Linked DNA regions of Sus scrofa: region 1 is linked to region 2. The links are chromatin contacts, called in public HiChIP or PLAC-seq maps. All regions are on one chromosome and are shown on one strand. The core of a region is the stretch at or near the end of the contact, and the rest is flanking DNA. Distances in the headings are between cores, read along the strand shown. Region 1 overlaps KIAA1468 (lisH domain and HEAT repeat-containing protein KIAA1468 homolog). Region 2 has its middle 71 kb from the start of TNFRSF11A.

Region 1 (4,959 bases), core at 536-3,035, 190 kb after region 2:
GTGGGTTACAGATCCAGCATTGCCGTGAGCTTTGGTGTAGGTCGCAGACATGGCTTGGGTCTGGTGTTGCTGTGGCTCAGGTGTAGGCTGGCGGCTGGCTATAGCTCTGATTAGACCCCTAACCTGGGAACCTCCATATGCAGCAGGTGCGGCCCTAAAAAAAAAGGACAAAAAGACAAAAAAAAAAAAACCCACAAAAAAACAAAAAAACTCAGCTTTTTAGGGTGATACTAATTAATCTGGACATTACTAGCCCTAACCAGAAATTCCTCTTGATACTATAACTGCTCTTGGTCACATGCACATCTTCGATCTTCTTAGCTATTCTGATGTCTCTAACCTGCATATCAAAATACGTATACCCAACAGGACGAATTTTTATAAATCAATATTCTAGTGTTGGGGTAACTGATAATAGATTTTGTAAATAAAATGTACTTTGAAATTTAAGAGTAATAGGTAATATTATAGCTCCTAGATAAATATGCTTCTTTAGGTTTACCCAGAATCCTTTTTCAGGCCAAGCGAATGTCTTTCCAAATACTTAAATATAAAGAGGAAAGAGTTTGGAAAAATTAGCATGATTTTTAAGAAAGAAACTACCACTTTCTAATAAACCACAAAGCATTTCTTCAAATTTCAGGATTGTGCAACTTCTTAGTAATTCACGTCATAACTCAGAAATGGAATGATCAGGGACTTTCACCATAGTTGGCAAACCAGTAAAACCTGCATATAAGTTTTATTAAGTCTGAAAACTGAATCCACTATACATAGTGACTACAGGCATGCAGACTGATTTTATAAAGCACTATGAAAGCCGTCTTATTTCTATATACATTTAATCTTTTAATAATGATGACAGAATGCACTCTTTTTTTTTTTTTTTTTTTTTTCTTTTTTACGGCTGAACCCATGGCATATGGAGAGTCCCAGGCTGGGGAGCAAATTGGAGCTGTAGCCACTGGCCTACACCACAGCCACAGCAACTTGGGCTTTGAGCCATGTCTGCAACCTACACCATAGCTCATGGCAACTTCAGATCCTTAACCCACTGAGCAGGGCCAGGGATCGAACCTGCATCCTCACAGATGCTAGTCAGATTCGTTTCTGCTAAGCCATGACTGGAACTCTGATACGATAGCTTTGATTAAGAATTAAGGGGGAGGAGTTCCCGTTGTGGCACAGTGGTTAAAGAATCCGACTAGGAACCATGAAGTTAACCCCTTGCTCAGTGGGTTAACCATCCGGCGTTGCCATGAGCTGTGGTGTAGGTTGCAGACGCGGCTCAGATCCCGAGTTGCTGTGGCTCTGGCGTAGGCTGGCAGCTACAGCTCCGATTAGACCCCTAGCCTAGGAACCTCATATGCCACAGGAGCAGCCCAAGAAATAGCAAAAAGACAAAAAAAAAAAAAAGAATTAAGGGGGAGTTCCTTTTGTGGTGCAGTGGAAACAAATCTGACTAGTATCCATGAGGATGGGGATTCCATCCTTGGCCTCGCTCAGTGGGTCAAGGGTTTGGTGTTACTGTGAGCTGTGGTATAGTTTGCAGACACATTTCAGATCCCATGTTGCTGTGGCTGTTGCTGTGGCTGTGGCGTAGGCTGGCAGCTGTAGCTCCGATTCGATCGCTAGCCTGGGAACCTCCGTATGCTGTGGGTGCAGCTCTAAAAAGAAAGAAAGAAAGAAAAAGAAACAGGAATTAAAAATAAGGATGGAGGAAAAGCTTAAAGGCACAGAAATCAGTTACAAGGCTAAAACTGAGGGTCCAGCTGCAATCTACAAGCACAGAACTGGTAGACGAGTAGAAAACCTGATGACACCACATTGAGCAATCTTATTAGCTAACTAATCAGGATCAGCTGGTTTCAAAAACAAATGAACATAGTTTCTGACTGCTGGGGAATTCTGAAATAATAGGTGGGGAATTTTGGAAGGTTACACCCATGATTGCAACTGTGGTGTCCACCTTGAGGCTTAGTCATATTCTATGACTAGACCAGAAACTCAGATGGAACCAAGCAGCAAAGCTTCAAGATTGAAAAAGAGAGTACTTGCTAATTCAACGTTGGTGGATTTCCTTAGTTGCATTTCATTCAGCAGATTATTCACCTCTGCCTTGGTGTGGTGCTATAGTTTGTCACTTTATTTTCCAAATGATCAATATTGTACAACTGGACTACTCCAAGTTAATTAGATACTCTAAGTTAGTTATTAAGATACTTTGCCTGATCATATACTAAACTGATTTGAGAACATTTGCTTAACTGTGCTTTAAAACTGACATAAAACAGTAGTCGGGATTGTAAAGGAAAGAATGACTTGGAAATTACTGATCTAGTTTGGAATCCCAGTCTTGCCACTTAAGGCACAATGTGTGGTAAAATATAAAAGGGCATGAAAGAAGAGGCAAGCCCATCTGCCAACCAGGTATCAACCCCTGTGACAACAATCATAGTTTAGATTCTTCTGTATGTATCTTTTCATTTTTCTTTTTTTTTTTTTTTTTTGGTCTTTTTGTCTTTTTAGGGCCGTACCCACGGCATATGGAGGTTCCCAGGATAGGGGTCCAATCGGAGCTATAGCCACCAGCCTGTGCCAGAGCCACAGCAACGCGGGATCTGAAGCATCTGTGGCTTACACCACAGCTTACAGCAATGCCAGATCCTTAACCCACTGAGCAAGGCCAGGGATCGAACCCATGTCCTCATGGATGGTAGTCGGGTTCACTAAGTGCTAAGCCACACGGGAACTCCTTGTACGTATCTTTTTAGAAACATGGGAGGCATATGCCAATTTCTCCCTTTCTGTATGTAAATGGAAACAATTTACACACACTTCCTGGATCCTAATTTACTCAATTTATAATATATCTTGGTGATCATTCCACATCAGCACATATAGATCATTCTGTTTTAATTAGCCAACCCTCTACTGTTGAACATTCAGGTTGTTTTTGATCTTTGATCTTTGATACCTTTATTTGTAGAAGATATTTTAAAAAATCTAGATTCAACAGTTTTAATGCAAACAAGCTTGCTTAGACTAAACTATAGAAATGGAATTGAATATTAAGGAATTTTTTTTTTTTTTGCCATTTCTTGGGCCGATCCCGCGGCATATGAAGGTTCCCAGGCTAGGGGTCGAATCGGAGCTGTAACTACTGGCCTACGCCAGAACCACAGAAAGTGCAAGATCCGAGCCTCGTCTGCGAACTACACCACAGCTCATGGCAACACCAGATCCTTAACCCACTGAGCAAGGGCAGGGACCGAACCCGCAACGTCATGGTTCCTAGTCGGATTCGTTAACCACTGAGCCACGACGGGAACTCCAGGAATATTTTAAAATGTAATAGATACCACCAAATCACTTTCAAAAAGAGTGTCCTCCCAGAAGATAATATTGGTTATTTAAAAAATCCATTGGGAAGAGTGCAGTGAGGCTGCAGATTCAAAAATCACCTATTAATACAGGTTACCTTTTTGATATGGACATCTTATTAGGAGGTTCACGTGACAAAAAATCAGTATTCTTACTACTGTAACTTATTAGAGGGTACAAAAGGCAAATCTTTTTTTTTTTTTGTCTTTCTGCCTTTTCTAGGGCCGCTCCTGTGGCATACAAAATACAAATCTTAAACATTAAGAACAATACTACAATGTGACTAGAGATTTTGGTGATACTTTCATAAGTCTCATCATTCCACTCCACATTCTTTGGTCAACTATTCTTACTTCCATTCTTGGAAAAAAAAAAAAAAAAAGCTTCAGTCTTTACCATGATTGTAAAGAATGCCTATCACCCTGACTAGAAAAACTAGAAAGATAAGGCTGTTGGTAGGTACTTTTCTAATGGTAATTCTACTTTCATACAGATATATAGAATATTTACAAGACTCCCCATACAACGCAATAAAAAGATATTGGTATAGTTTTTGTCCATTTGAAACATTCTAAATGTATACTAAAAGAGATCTGTGTCAACATTAAACCAAAAATCATTAACTGATTCTTAAGATTTCCTTTCCAAATAAAATAGATCCTCAAGGTTACAAATGGCAATAGGAGACTGAGAATAGAGAAACTAGTACATATGTACCAACAGTTTATGAGCAAAGATGAAATATTTTGCTATTATTTCATGCAAATTTAATTAATAAATTATATGACACTAATATTCACTATAAGGTAACAAAAAAGGCAGACACACACCAAACACATATGCAGAAATAACTTACCATGTGAAATATATTTTTTGTGTTCATATATCAGAGAGAAGATGGTATTTCAGGTCACTAAAAATACCAAACAGTTCACACTGCACAGTTATAGGATTAAGAGAGCAGTTGTAATTCCCACTACAAATTTTCCTTGTTTTGCCAGAATTTATCACATGTAAATTTTGACAAAATATGGAACATACTTTAAATTGTTTTTAAAAAGAAAAGTGCAAAATACAACACTATATAGCCACCACCTGATATAAACAACTGTTAACATTTTTCAAAACTGAAAAAGAAATAATACCTTAGAGACAAAGTTCATGTCCTAATGCTTCCCTCCTCAAGGGCAATCACAATAACAGATTTAGTGAGATTCTAGTTGTTTTTATATCTATAATACCTATGTTTAAGTATCCACAAATAATATGCAGTATTGTTTTATGTGCTTGAAAATTTGCATAATGGTATAGAACTGTATGGAAGCTCCACAACAGATCTGAGATTTGATTAATGGCTACTAAGATTTCCATTTTATGAATATACTATAACTAACTAGTGTTTCCATTATATATGGCCAAGAAGACTGTTTCCAATGTTGTACACACTGTGTTATACACACTTGTGAGTTCCAGATAAATACTTATATGTGGACAAGCTGGGTTGAAAGATGTGTACATCTTCATCTTTACTAGATTTTATCAAATTATTCTTCAGAGTAGTTGTAACACAAGAAT
Region 2 (5,074 bases), core at 1,276-3,775:
ACTGTGGAAAGCAGTATGGAGATGCCTCAGAAAACTAAACATAGAACTACCATTTGATCCGGCAATCCCACTCCTGGGCATCTATCCAGAGAAAACCATGACTCACAAAGACACATGTACTCCTATGTTCATTGCAGCACTATTTACAATAGCCAAGACATGGAAACAACCTAAATGTCCATCGACAGAGGAGTGAATCCAGAAGATGTGGTACGTATACACAATGGAATATTACTCAGCCATTAAAAAGAAAGAAATACCAGCATTTTTTGCAACATGGATGGACCTAGAAATGATCATGCTAAGTGAAGTCAGCCATACAATGAGACACCAACATCAAATGCTTTCACTGACATGTGGAATCTGAAAAAAGGACAGACTGAACTTCTTTGCAGAACAGATGCTGACTCACAGACATTGAAAAACTTATGGTCTCCAGAGGAGACACTTTGGGGGGTGGGGAGATGTGCCTGGGCTGTGGGATGGAAATCCTGTGAAATCAGATTGTTATGATCATTATACAACTACAGATGTGATAAATTCATTTGAGTAATCAAAAAAAAAAAAAAAAAAAAAGAGCTGCAGCTGTGGCCTACGCCACAGCCACAGCAACAGCCATGCCAGATCCAATCCACATCTGCAATCTTTGCTGAAGCTCACAGCAACGCCGGATCCCTAACCCACTGAGTGAGGCCAGGGATCAAACCCACATCCTCAAGGATGCTAGTCAGATTCTTAACCTGCTGAGCCATGATGGGAACTCCAAAAAAGACATTTTAAAGACAAAGAAATTTGAATATGGGCTGGTTACTAGCAGATATCAAGGAATCACTGCAATTGTTCAAATAGGATAATGTCATGTTGGTTATGTAAAAAAAAAAAGTGTCCTCATCAGGTAGAGAGGCATACTGAAATTTTTACTAGAGAAATAACATGGTGTTGAGAATTTGCTTTAAAAAACCTCCAGAAAAAAAATTAAGGGAATAGGTGAAGACTTGCAAAATAATTATAACTACTGAAGATAGATAGATGATGGGTACAAGCTGGGTTTCACTGTATTATTTCTTCTGATTTTGCACATGTTTGAAAATTTGTCATAAAGAGATATTTATGTATTTATTTATTATTTTGTCTTTTGTCTTTTTAGGGCTGCACCCACAGCATATGGAGATTCCCAGGCTAGGGTCTAGTTGGAGGTGCAGCTGCCAGCCTATACCACAGCCATAGCAATGCCAGATCTAAGCATGCATCTGCAATCTATACCATTGCTCACGGCAACACTGGATTCTTAACCCACTGAGCAAGGACAGGATCGTCATAGATACTAGTCTGGTTTGTTAAACACTGAGTCACGACTGGAACTCTGAGATATTTATTTTAATGGATTCTTTACCATGACTAGTTTGAAAAGTTTCTATTTGTTTTTGTATTTGATGAGATAAAGGGGTTGTTTAGTGCACAGTGTGTGAATTTGACATAGACTAGGCCCAGTAGATTCTTGAGAAACTAAATGTGTTATTTTACCAAGTTTGAAATGACACTGCTCTGTAGTTGTGGTTTATGGAGACCAGAGATAGGAAAAATCTTTCCTGACTCTCACAAAGAAAATTTCCTTGCACTAAATCATATTCTGGCTTTTCTTGCATAGATCCCTGGAAGTAACAGTCCCTTCCATGGGCCACCAGAGACTGGCTTCTTATTCCCGGGTTATCCAGGCCACAGCTAAGCCACAAGGCCAGGACCTGGCATGGTAACCAGCCTCAGGTTGCCAGTGTGGGTACCCTGAGCTGAAATTGGGTCTGCTACAGTACACCTGCTTATGTACTGATCATATTGAAAAAAACTGTGTTCACCTGTTCTGATGCTTGGCCAGCAAGTATACTTGAGCATTGATCATGTGCAGATTAAGAATGTAGGTCTTGGTGTTCTTGCTGTGCCTCAGCAAGTTAAGAACCCAGCTAGCATCCATGAGGATTTGGGTTGTATCCCTGGCCTCGTGGGTTAAGGATCCGGCATTGCTGCAAGCTGTGGTGTAGGTCGCATCAGATCTGTGTGGCTGTGGCTGCAGCTGGCAGCTGCAGCTCTGATTTGACCCCCAGCCTGGAAACCTCCATATGCTACAGATATGGCCTGAAAAAAAACAAAATGAAAACAGACAAATAAAAAAAAAAGCAAAAAATAAAAAAGGTAGGTCTTTTGAAATGTATGGCTGAACTTTATCTCTTAAGTCAGATCTCCTCTACCTTCATCATCACCTCCACCATCACTGTCACCACCATGTCTAACCTGAGAGGGTCAAATGGAAGAGTGCTCCAAGACATAAAGCCAGTGACTAATTATACTTGGGCGAATTGGACACCCACCCCTCCCCAAAAGGAATGGTAGGCAGTTTAGCAACAACACATGATGTTCCTGTTTTCTTGAGGTCACATCCTGTTCATTCTTGGTGGCGGATGTTGGGAGGCACCACCCAGCTCCCCTCTGGGAATAAAAGATCTAGTTATTCAGCTGCAGGCAGTGTTGCCAGCAGGTGGCTCTCAACTGTCATCTCTCTTCAGGAATCACTTTGGCTGGAGGCAGCCACTGTGCCCCAGGTCACCCCACTTCATGGGCAGCTGATGCATGGTTGACCCCGGGGGTACAGAGGCTCTCCTATCAGTGAGACTTGAGACGGCTCTGAAGGTCCACGCTGGCTCCTGAGCTCCCTGCAGGATTAGTTGAAGCCTTTGGCGAGGCTGCATCATAGCCCAACTTCTCCCTCTGCCTAGTCCTGCTTCTTTCCTTTCTCTTCTACACATGTTGATCCTGTGGACACTCCCCAACAGCCTTCCTACAGCTCATCTCCATCTTAGTGTGTGCTTCCCACAGAGCCCAGCCTGGATTCCTCCCCAGAGAGTAAGCTAGATGCCCTCAAATGAGCTGTCCTGCCGTCTGCAGCTGAAAGAGATGACGGGTAGAGCCGAGCCTAACTCCCGCATCAACCTGCCTCCTCAGGGGATTGAGAGGATGAAGGTGCATGTCAGGTGCCCACAGACAACCCACCCATCCCACAGAAAGGTCCACAGGTGCCACTGTTGCCAATACCTCCACTTCCAACTTCTCTGCTTAAACTACTTGGATACAAAGAATACTAAAAATTGCCTTGCTTAAAAGCAATTCTTGTTGAGTTATTAATGTTATTATAATATTATATCATTATCACGTGTTGGGGCAATTCAGGCAGGGACTAAGACAAGCGTAGGAACAGATGTGTCTACTCTGAATGCCAGTAGTTCCATGAATCTGTCTGTGGAGTTGACTGCTGTGCCTGACACAGAACCTAGCTTTCGGGAGAAGCATGCTAAGTATTCGCTTAACGTAAGAAAGAGAGAAGAGAGGGAGGGAGGAGAAAGAAAGGAAATTCCACCTTCATCATGAACCTCTTGTTGGTGTCCCAACCAGGATAACATATATTCTGTCCCGGAACCTTGAGCTACTTGAGGGATGGGTCCATCTATGTTCATCTGTTTATCCCTAGTGTCTGTTGCTGATTGTGGCACACAGTAGGTGCTCAGGAAGCTAGGTCTTGAATGAAAGAAAGGAAAGAGGCTCTATAAATAAAGGGCAGTGTTTAATCATCTCTTGCTGAGTAACAAAACATAGGAAATCTTAAAAAAAATTAAAAAATTAAAAATTAAAAAAAATTTTAAAAGATAAAAAAAATCCACTGGGAACTATATCTAGTCACTTATGATGGAGCATGATAATGTGAGAAAAAAGAAGGTATACATGTATGTGTAACTGGGTCACCATGCTTTACAGTAGGAAAAAAAATAATGTATTGGGAAATTAAAAAAAAAAAAAAGATCAACAAAACATCTGAAATCTTACCAGTTTAAAATGACCACCATGGGAGTTCCCGTCATGGCTCAGCAGAAATGAATCTGACTAGTATCCATGAGGACAAAGGTTTGATCCCTGGCCTTGCTCAGTGGGTTGAGGATCTGGCATTGCCCTGAGCTGTGGTGTAGGCTCCAGACGAATCTTAGATCTGGCATTCCTGTGGCTAGGGCACAGGCCAGCAGCTACAGCTCCGATTGGACCCCTAGCCTGGGAACCTCCATGTGTCATGGGTGTGGTCCTAAAATTTTAAAAAAATAAAAAAATAAAATGGCCACCATGATCTGCCTACCACTCTGGGCTCAGCTGGTCAGTGTCCTGTGGGGTCACTCATAGGTCGAAGGAGGCCTCACTTGCACATCCAGGCTACCAGCCAGAGAGTCTCAGGTCTTTTCCACGTGAGCTCTCCAGCAGGAGAGTCCTAGTTTTCCCTTGGTGATGGCAGCTTCCCCTAGGGCAGGCCCCCATATAACTATGTTGTCAAACCTCTGGTTGGGTCACATGAGTTGGTGCACATTGGCCAAGACAAGTCACGTAGTCCAGCCCAGCATCAGTGGTCCAGCCCTACATGCTATGCGGAGGGTTCATTAGAGGCCGTGTATCATGTAACCACCTACTACGGGCACAATGACCCAGATTTAGCCACTTAGGACCAGAATTCTGGAAGAATTCTTCTATTAGTGGTTTCTAGGTAACTAGAGCTTGGGTTTAGGAATTTGGGAGGCAGTAAAAAAGAACTGGCCAGGCAAATCCCTACAAAGGAGCTGAGTGTGGCAAACACCTGGGCCACCATCCACACTGTGACAGGTACGGGTGGCCAAGGGTGGGAATTGTCACGTGGCTTCTGGCAACTATCTCCTCTGAGCTTAGGTCAGCTTAGGAGTCCCATCTTCTCCTAGAATTCTAGGGTAGTGGGCTTGGCCACCTGGCTTGGGGGTAGGGGGGCGACTGTGTAAACAAGGAAGCTGAGGATGAAGGGATCAGAAGCAGAGATGCAGGGACGGGCCTGGGAGCTAGGGCCAGGAAGGTCTCAGCCATGCCACTGCTTCTGAATTTGTCATTGAAGAATCCTGGCTGGTCCCCCACATCATGCACCCCATGCTTGGTCCCCTATGCACCCTGGATCCTTCACGTTCAGTGCTCAGGGCCTCTCTCCACTCTTTTGAAACCACTGGTTATTCCACACTCTGAGTAA

The links. HiChIP or PLAC-seq counts read pairs in DNA pulled down with a chosen protein or histone mark.
Region 1: an H3K27ac HiChIP or PLAC-seq map of alveolar macrophages shows a contact between it and region 2. The contact joins two enhancer-like sites. A contact is called at or near these places in 6 of 47 Hi-C or Micro-C datasets (alveolar macrophages, blood, fetal heart ventricle and 3 more) and 2 of 2 datasets of contacts at active chromatin or transcription factors (alveolar macrophages and skeletal muscle).

The regions. Positions count from the first base shown.
Region 1 is chr1:159,302,721-159,307,679 of Sscrofa11.1, forward strand. The region is part of intron 1 of KIAA1468 (lisH domain and HEAT repeat-containing protein KIAA1468 homolog); the gene reads right to left. Among named protein-coding and RNA genes, the nearest start is that of KIAA1468, 12 kb to the right of the region's middle. Within about 2 kb of position 1,786, at least 7 of the 83 cell types and tissues checked have an H3K27ac peak or open chromatin away from gene starts, as enhancers often do. A contact at or near this core is called in alveolar macrophages, where this site is marked.
Region 2 is chr1:159,114,431-159,119,504 of Sscrofa11.1, forward strand. No RefSeq gene overlaps it. Among named protein-coding and RNA genes, the nearest start is that of TNFRSF11A, 71 kb to the right of the region's middle. Within about 2 kb of position 2,526, at least 5 of the 83 cell types and tissues checked have an H3K27ac peak or open chromatin away from gene starts, as enhancers often do. A contact at or near this core is called in alveolar macrophages, where this site is marked.